Regions from separate parts of the Zea mays genome. Here region 1 is linked to region 2. Evidence: chromatin contacts called from public Hi-C data. All regions are on one chromosome and are shown on one strand. Each heading gives the region's core, a stretch centred on a gene start, on an enhancer-like site or on the middle of the called end of the contact. The rest is flanking DNA. Distances are from core to core; before and after follow the strand shown. Region 1 holds the start of LOC103640205 (pentatricopeptide repeat-containing protein At4g02750). Region 2 holds the start of LOC100383133.

Evidence for each region. A called contact is a pair of places that touch in the nucleus more often than the background predicts.
Region 1: a Hi-C map of leaf shows a contact between it and region 2, with 4 times the contacts expected there. The contact joins the promoter of LOC103640205 here to the promoter of LOC100383133 in region 2. A contact is called at or near these places in 3 of 25 Hi-C or Micro-C datasets (leaf, leaf mesophyll and tassel).

What each region holds. Positions count from the first base shown.
Region 1 is chr9:117,055,042-117,058,839 of Zm-B73-REFERENCE-NAM-5.0, reverse strand. It overlaps LOC103640205 (pentatricopeptide repeat-containing protein At4g02750), which reads left to right and starts at 2,544. Exons shown (of 4, transcript XR_002265074.2): 1 at 2,544-2,738; 2 at 2,834-2,951; 3 at 3,546-3,798.
Region 2 is chr9:116,829,833-116,833,728 of Zm-B73-REFERENCE-NAM-5.0, reverse strand. It overlaps LOC100383133, which reads right to left and starts at 1,691. Exons shown (of 20, transcript NM_001361948.1): 1 at 1,325-1,691; 2 at 353-524; 3 at 178-259; 4 at 9-86. The coding sequence starts at 504.

The DNA.
Region 1 (3,798 bases), core at 1,295-3,794, 220 kb before region 2:
CTTGTTATAGTATTATAACACCTGCAACTCTGGTGTTCTGCTATCGTCGCGTGTTTTTTTGCCCTTGAAGCCTGGCTGTTAACTTGTGGATAGAAGACAGATGAACAGATTCATTTGGCCCCGTTTTGTAAAATGGATCGAAGTGAGTATCCATTCCTCTTCCTCTGTTGCTCGTTGCTCGTTTCCCTGCGCTCGGTTCTTCCTTTCGATTCCTTGTTTCAAGGTCGCCGGCCATGGATCAGTCGTCTGCCCCGGACCTTATTTTGAAGTTCCTGAGTCTTCATCGCAACAGCTAGCACTACTTTCGTCAACAGCAAGTGGAAGTCATGGTTGTTCGCTTGAACATATACCACACATTCTTCAGTCAGTTGAAGTTGCTGCTTCATCACAAGAGGGGCAGCTAATCCCCCTTCAACAAATGTTGTTTGTACCGCCCCATTTTGGGGCTCACCTTCTTATTTTAATGAAATGCAGCTCTCCTGCGTTTTCGAGAAAAAAAAATGCTGTTTGTTCTGAATCCCCACCGAGGACAGTTAGGAGACTTGTCAAAAATATTACTCCAAAGAAAAAGATCAAAGCTATTAGGATCTGAGTTGTGCTCAGATTCAGTAGTCAAAGTAATATTGCTACTAGGGTGTGGCATTATTGTATCTGTTAAGTTCGCAATGTTACTATCGTACTCTTCCATATTTTTATGTCTGTTACGTTGGAGTGTAATATGTTGGTATGGCCAGCAATGTGCTACTACTTTTTTTCTGGCAGCATTCATGTCTTGTTTGTTTGTCCATATTTTACACAAGATACACAAGACTATATTCAGCAGTTTACCCATCTTCATACTATATTCAAACTTCATTCTGCGAGCAATGCAGTCTACAGTGCAGAACAGTACAAAACATTACATATGGGTAAACTTTGGGTAATCTGTTGGAGTCGGTCTAAGACCATCAGGTGTTTTGTTACTGCTGTATGCAACCTGGTCTATTCACTGGTCTTATGTATTTGCAGTGTTTTGTTTAAATTTGTTGTTGTCATATAGTTGACAGGTTATTGAGTACCCTGCAGTTTTTTTCTCAACCGAGAAAACAAAGGAACAACAAGTTATTGGAGTACTCTGCTGCTATTTTTGTCAACCGACAAAAGAAAGAGTAGGATCTTATTAGAGTATCGGGCAACATATATGTCGTCAATATTTTATTAGTGTTACGGTGATATTTTATCACACGGATTTTGCATATCATAGTAATGTTTATCATTCCGTATCTATATTTTATACTAATTTTTAATTCTTATGGTAATGACAGGCACATATCTAGTACATGCTTAAGAGTGTATAAGTTCCAATGACTTAAAATATTTTCGGACTATACTTTCCTAGAAGCACATTGTGTGATCGATAAGGAAAATGAAAAATTATGGTTTCATGCGGTAAAAACATAGCACTATACTGGTTATGTGCTTGTTTCTGGGTGTTGTCATTTGTTTTGCTATTTCTGTGAAGTTTCCTAGGAATCAAGGAAGTAGGACTCCATTGATTAATCGCTAACTCCTTTATTCATGCAGTATAGCAACTGATAAGAAACTGAACTCATCTGCGGCCAATCTTGAGATGAGGAACAGTAACCAGGGGAAGACCAGTAGACGACGCTTTAGGCAGACCTGAAGGCAAGCTCTCCCATTAATGCCATTTAAACATAGTTTTTGATAGTTTGTCGAGAAAGGCAATGTCTCACTAAAAACCAAATTTCCTGATCATAAAAAACTTGGCCAGTAGAGGAAAGACCGTCCCCACAATATTATAGTGGTATTTGGTTTCTAGAGACTAATTTGTAGTTCATCCATTTTATTTTATTTAAGTTCCTAAATCCCTAAATAGAGTTTTAGTTTCGGTATTTAGCAATTTAGAGACTAAAATAGAATAAAATGAGGAACTAAAAATTAGTCCCTAGAAACCAAACATCCTCTATATTAATAAGAACCTCAATCGAAACATCAACCGAGAGTCCATCTCACGTGCATACAACTAGAGGAACCAATGAGTAACCTTTTTAACCTCAGTCTAAAATTCGCTCCTACTTAAATTTAAAACTCAGAACTTGAGGAGTGTTTAGGGTTTATGAGTATAAGTTTGGTATTCGGTTTCGGTTTTTTACCACCGAATACCAAATTTATACTGAAGAAGGCTACATGACAACACACTACACACAATTTTAAAAAGTAAAAATTATATAGGTATAAATATTTCAAGATATATCATACATCACATACAAATAAGTGAATAACAATTTAATTGCATCATACATTTAGTTTACATAGTTAAATAGTCAAAATTTTGAATTTATAAAGTTTGGTATTCAGTTTTTTTTGGTATTTTGGTTCGGTACACAGCGAAAACCAATTACGACACTGTATACAAAAATTCTCAGATGAAAAAACCAAAATCAAACTGAACTATAAAAACTGAAATTTTGGTTCGTTTCGGTACGATTCGATTCGGTTTACGCTAAAAAAAAATGCCCACCCCTACCCTTCCCCCTCCCCTTCCTCTACTCCCGCTCCTTTTGCGCATCTTACATGCCGCCGCCGCCGCCTCCCGATTCCTGACGTCCGAGCGCGGCACGGCGGCAGTCGCGGGAGCCCCAAACTCGAGCGCGGCGACCCAAGCGCTGGCCTCTACCCTTTCTCCCTCGACTCGTTTTCCCGGCTGGCCTGCTACCGCGGATCCGGCCTCAAGTCGGGTGCAAAGTCTGACATCCCTCTCTTACTAATGTTTTTACACCAATTTCAGACATGGCATTGGTTATGCCTTGAACAATAGGCTGATAATGTGCAGACATCGCCGCCCCTGCCCCCGCTTCGTTGTCTTCCCTGACGACCCTCCCCACACGGCCACACCGTCTACTGCTGCTGCTGACCACCGTACACGCGGGGAAGAATCAGACTGCCAAACGGTTAACTTTCTCCCGTGTTGCTTCTTTGAAAATCTAGCTTACCAAGGAATCCAGCTTGGAATTGAAGCCTGGGCAAACTAAGTTGTTCGAAACAGGACCTATCACATGCAATTAAAATTTACAAACTACTAGCATATCTAATTAAAATGTCTATATCAGCTTGTCCACATCAGTATGCCATACAATCTACTAGCATTAATTTATAATAGTGTATTTTTTATATAAGCAATTATATATATTCTAATTTTTATCGTAAATCATCTGTAATTCCTATAGCAGCGTGCATCGTATGATTAGTTTACTCTAAAAACGAGGCGTGGGACATCGGGCGATTGGATGAGAGAGACAAAATTGTTGATAGGGAAAAACGAAGTGGCACTAGCCATCAAAGGAAGCGTGTTGAGATTTTGGTGACTGATGTGACGATATATGTCATGATTTTTGTTTCCTGCTAGGAGCATGTATATGTGGAGGCATCTTCATTAACCAGATCCTAAATATTTATTCTTCAATAAAAATACTATATGGGTATCTATAACCTTGATGAATCAAGTAAAATGGTAATATGAAACTAACTGCTGCTTATAATTCCAGATTCACTCCACTGAATTAAAAGACAAAGGTTGGGCCGGTCCACTAACAGTCTACCACTCATAGGCAGGACAACGGCATGGCACATCCGAGGCCGTGGTTTTCCTAAGCCCATTCCTCGCTCAACAGCAGCTGAGCAGATTAGGCATGCATGTTCTTCGATGCCGCTCGGGTTGGGGCGAATTGCGTCATACTGCACTCACCGCTCTGGGCCTTCCAGGTCCTCCCTGCCATGCATGTCGGGCGCTTGCGATGC
Region 2 (3,896 bases), core at 442-2,941:
CCTCCTACCTTGAGAGATGCCTCAGCAATTTTCTTGCGAAGCAACAAGATCTCGTCCCCTTGTGATTGTGATCTAAAGTAAAGTTCCTGCAAAACAGAAACATCAGAGGGTCAAAGGACTTGGCACAGATTGAAAGAAACATCAAATTGCAACTTTTCCAAAGTCTGAACAGTTTACCTTGGTCTCAGGATCCATGATACGAGTATTGGGATCTTCCAAAACTAAGTCTTTGTGCAAGGATGCAACCTGGACTTGATGCCTGCCGACGCAAGATATAGCCTCATTTAAGAAAGAAGTCAACAAAATGAAAGAAAATGTCTGCAGCAGGTCTTTTTGTTCAAGAAGGAAGGACCTGACTAGGGTGTCGGAGTTTGGGGCAAAGGATTTGGGTCCATTTTGTAAACCATAGTCCCCAGCAGACACTGCACCAGTCCTAGAAAGTTTGTTCCCACCATTATGGTCCGGGTTAATGAGATCAACCGGTGCATCAAATGGATCCCGCATATCCTTCCTCTATAATTTTTCTGTAGAAAGATGGCATTAACAGAATGACTAAATGCAGGACGAAAACCCAATATATACACACATGAAAAATAATTTGTTCACTGGCAATCCCAAGCTGAAAAACATAATATATTTAGGTAATCCCTAAGGGTCCCGACAAAAACAAGTCAGACTATAGTTGCCACTAAATTTCAGCTCAAGTTTTGTTGGGAATCGACTGAACAAATGAACCAATCAATCAAACCCCACCCTGGTGAACAGGTCAAGCAAGGTGACAAAGCCCTGTTTGGGAGGATTATTTATGAGGAGCTTTTCTGAGAATTTAGCTGCACATAGAAGCATCAGCCTTAAGGAGATATATGGAAAATTTCACTGTTTGGGCAATCCTTTTCACATGGCTGGTTGTCTGTTTTGAGTGTGAAAAGGCCAGAATGCCGGAAGTATGATAACTTTGTTTCGGTTACTAGCTTCGCGTGGATATTGCTATTTTTGTAACTTCTTTGGTACCTATTAAGGATCTTCAATCTTTAACTGCCAGGTTTGCCGACTTTGAATGGGCGTTTCTGAAATTTATGACTAGTGTTTGATTAAGCATTAGTTGTTACAAAAACTGAAGCAAAAACTCAAATAATATGAAGCATATGTTATCATCAGAAAAGTGCTACTACAACAATCGGTTCATAACCAGTCTGAATCAATTTGGTTGTTCTCAGAAATGATACTGATTCTACAATTCAATCGGCTTCTCCTAATCAGTTCAGTAATAGCTTCAACATTTATTAACTTATCACGAACAGAATAAAAGGATATGACGTATTACCTCCCCGATGCTAGAAGCGGCAAGACGCAGGGGAGTTCTGCTCGGGAAGGAAGAGACCGGGCGACAGGGGAGGGGAGTGTCAGCCCGGCCGAGCCACCGTGCTGGTCGCTTGGCTCAGAAATCCAGAACCCTTCCGGTTCACAAGAGCTGGAGCGCGTGGCCTCGCGGGTGGCGATGGGAAAGGCCCGACGAGGGCGGGGAGGCGGAGAGATCCCCTTCTCCTGCGGGCGATCGGAGGAGTTGGCCCGGGTAGCACCTTCTCGCTAGCCTCCCAAGTCCCAACCCTGGTCGCCTCCGGAGAAGCGAGAGCACGGGAACGTGCGGGCGGGGATGCGCGTCGTTCTGACCGAGAAGGAATGGCGAAGCGGAAGGGGAAGGGGGGAAACGGGAGGACCGGAGGACGGGAGGAGGAATCCAGAGAGAGGGGTTTAGAGCAACTCCGATGCTAAAAGGGTTCCCTAAAAAATTATTACGGGGCGTTTGGATCCTTTCATTTTAGAGGAATTGGAATTCACTTAATAAAATAACTTATTTAGTTTGGAATTTGACATTCCACCACTTTCTAAAGTTCAGATATAAGTCTATCTTAAATTTATGGGGTGGAGGGTGGGAAATGATTTTATGTATTAGTAGAATTGGTTTCTAATCTATAACTTACATTACACTCTTCGTCTCACTCCTCTATATTAAAAATGTAGCACATAAATATCTCCGACATCTTGCTAATAATAGTATACAAATATATTTTGCATAAAACCGAATTAGCTTAATTGATATATGCCTAAATTACTATTATTAGAATGGAATTCAATTCCAATGATCCAAACGGGACGTTAGAGGTATTTAAAAAATAGTGAATTATAGCGTACTAGGTGAGTACCGTGCGTTGCAGCGAAAACATATAATATCATGATAACTTATATATAAAATTTGTCTTATATTGTTATAAGTAAATGTTTCATAATCCATTTGTGATCCTGGCCATACATAAATTTTGTTATTTTAATTTAGTTGTTTCACTACTACATTGTAACCATCAGTATCATACAGACTTCGATATATGTCACGATTTGCATGGTCTCATTATTAGAGAGCACATGTCACACCTGCCGGTAGAAGTTCCCTCATCAGTCATCAGGCACGCACCACCATACACGCTTGCTTACACAAAAGGCAAGTGTATGTGTTTGTGAAAAGAATTAAAGGCAGGCCGACACAAAAGCTACCCCGACGATTGCGAGTGGTCATTGTTATTGGTCCTCCTCTACGTCACCTCCGGCGCCGATATGATGCCACAATCCTTGATATAGTAGTCGTCCAACGCGCGCGAGGGATGACAACGGATAGACTATCCGCGGATAGTGTCTCTAGACATACCCATTACCCGCTACGAATAAAAAATAGTATCCACATCCGTTACCCACGGATAATGGATATCCATGGATATATCTGTTTGCCCACTACACATACAACATATTTGAATCCAACAAATTCAAATATGATAACATATTTGTCTAGCAAATTTAAATATGATAAAAACACGATTGGGGGATTTGGGGAGGCTAGACGGTCAGGAGATGGGCGGGCCGCGACGGAACTTGGGCTGGCTGTGGTTCGTGAAGTGGTTCCAAACTCCAGTGATCCCACATGTCAAGTTACTTTAATGGATATTCGGGTATTCAAGTATGGATACTGATTTTTCGTACCCGTTTTAAAAATATCCACGGATATCAACTGCTATCCGTATCCATATCCACGGATACAGGCTCGTACCCAAAACCGTGTCCAACGGGCTTTTTATCCGCGGGTACGCGGATAAATCACATCCATTGTCATCCTTACGCGCGACATGGCGAGTACCGATGACTCTTGGCTGGGCTGCCAAACGAATTGCACCACGGGCTCATCAGCGATGTAGTACACCTGGCCGTTGCACCACCGGATGTGCTATTCCTCTATATACATCTTGTTCGAGGACACTCACACAATGTCAGCAATGGTCGTCGTCCCAGCACACAAGAATTCATGACCGGTCAGTAGCGACTTACGTGGTAGGTTGGGTTTCAGGTGGATGATGAGCTGGACGACGTGATGGCAACGTTGTCGGATGCGGTGCCCAGAACAACACGAGAGTCGCCGGCGTTGGCGACGACCATGAGGTCCCCCTGTTTGACGATGGACAGCGTGGTGCAGCCGCTCTAGACCGCGTCCAAACGGCGGCTGCGCCGGAGCTTGCCGTACACAGCGGCGCATGCGGCCACATAGGACTGCTTCCAGAGGTCGAACTAGCAGTCGTCAAGCTTCTTCTCGTCGTCGATGAGCGACGCCAACGCGAGCGCCTCCTGCTAGTGGTGTTTGTTCAGGGTTTCCAAGTAAGAAACATGGATTCATCTTTGGCGTTGGTTTATAAAAAATGACTCATAAGTCAGGTCCATGAAAAAAAATATTACGGAGAATAAATGTCACACATGCAAAAATGAATTTAAGTTGAAAACATTATTCAAACAAAAAAGGAATCGCATGCAAGGATCTTCTTTAAGTACTACTCCCTCCATCCAAAAATATAATTCAA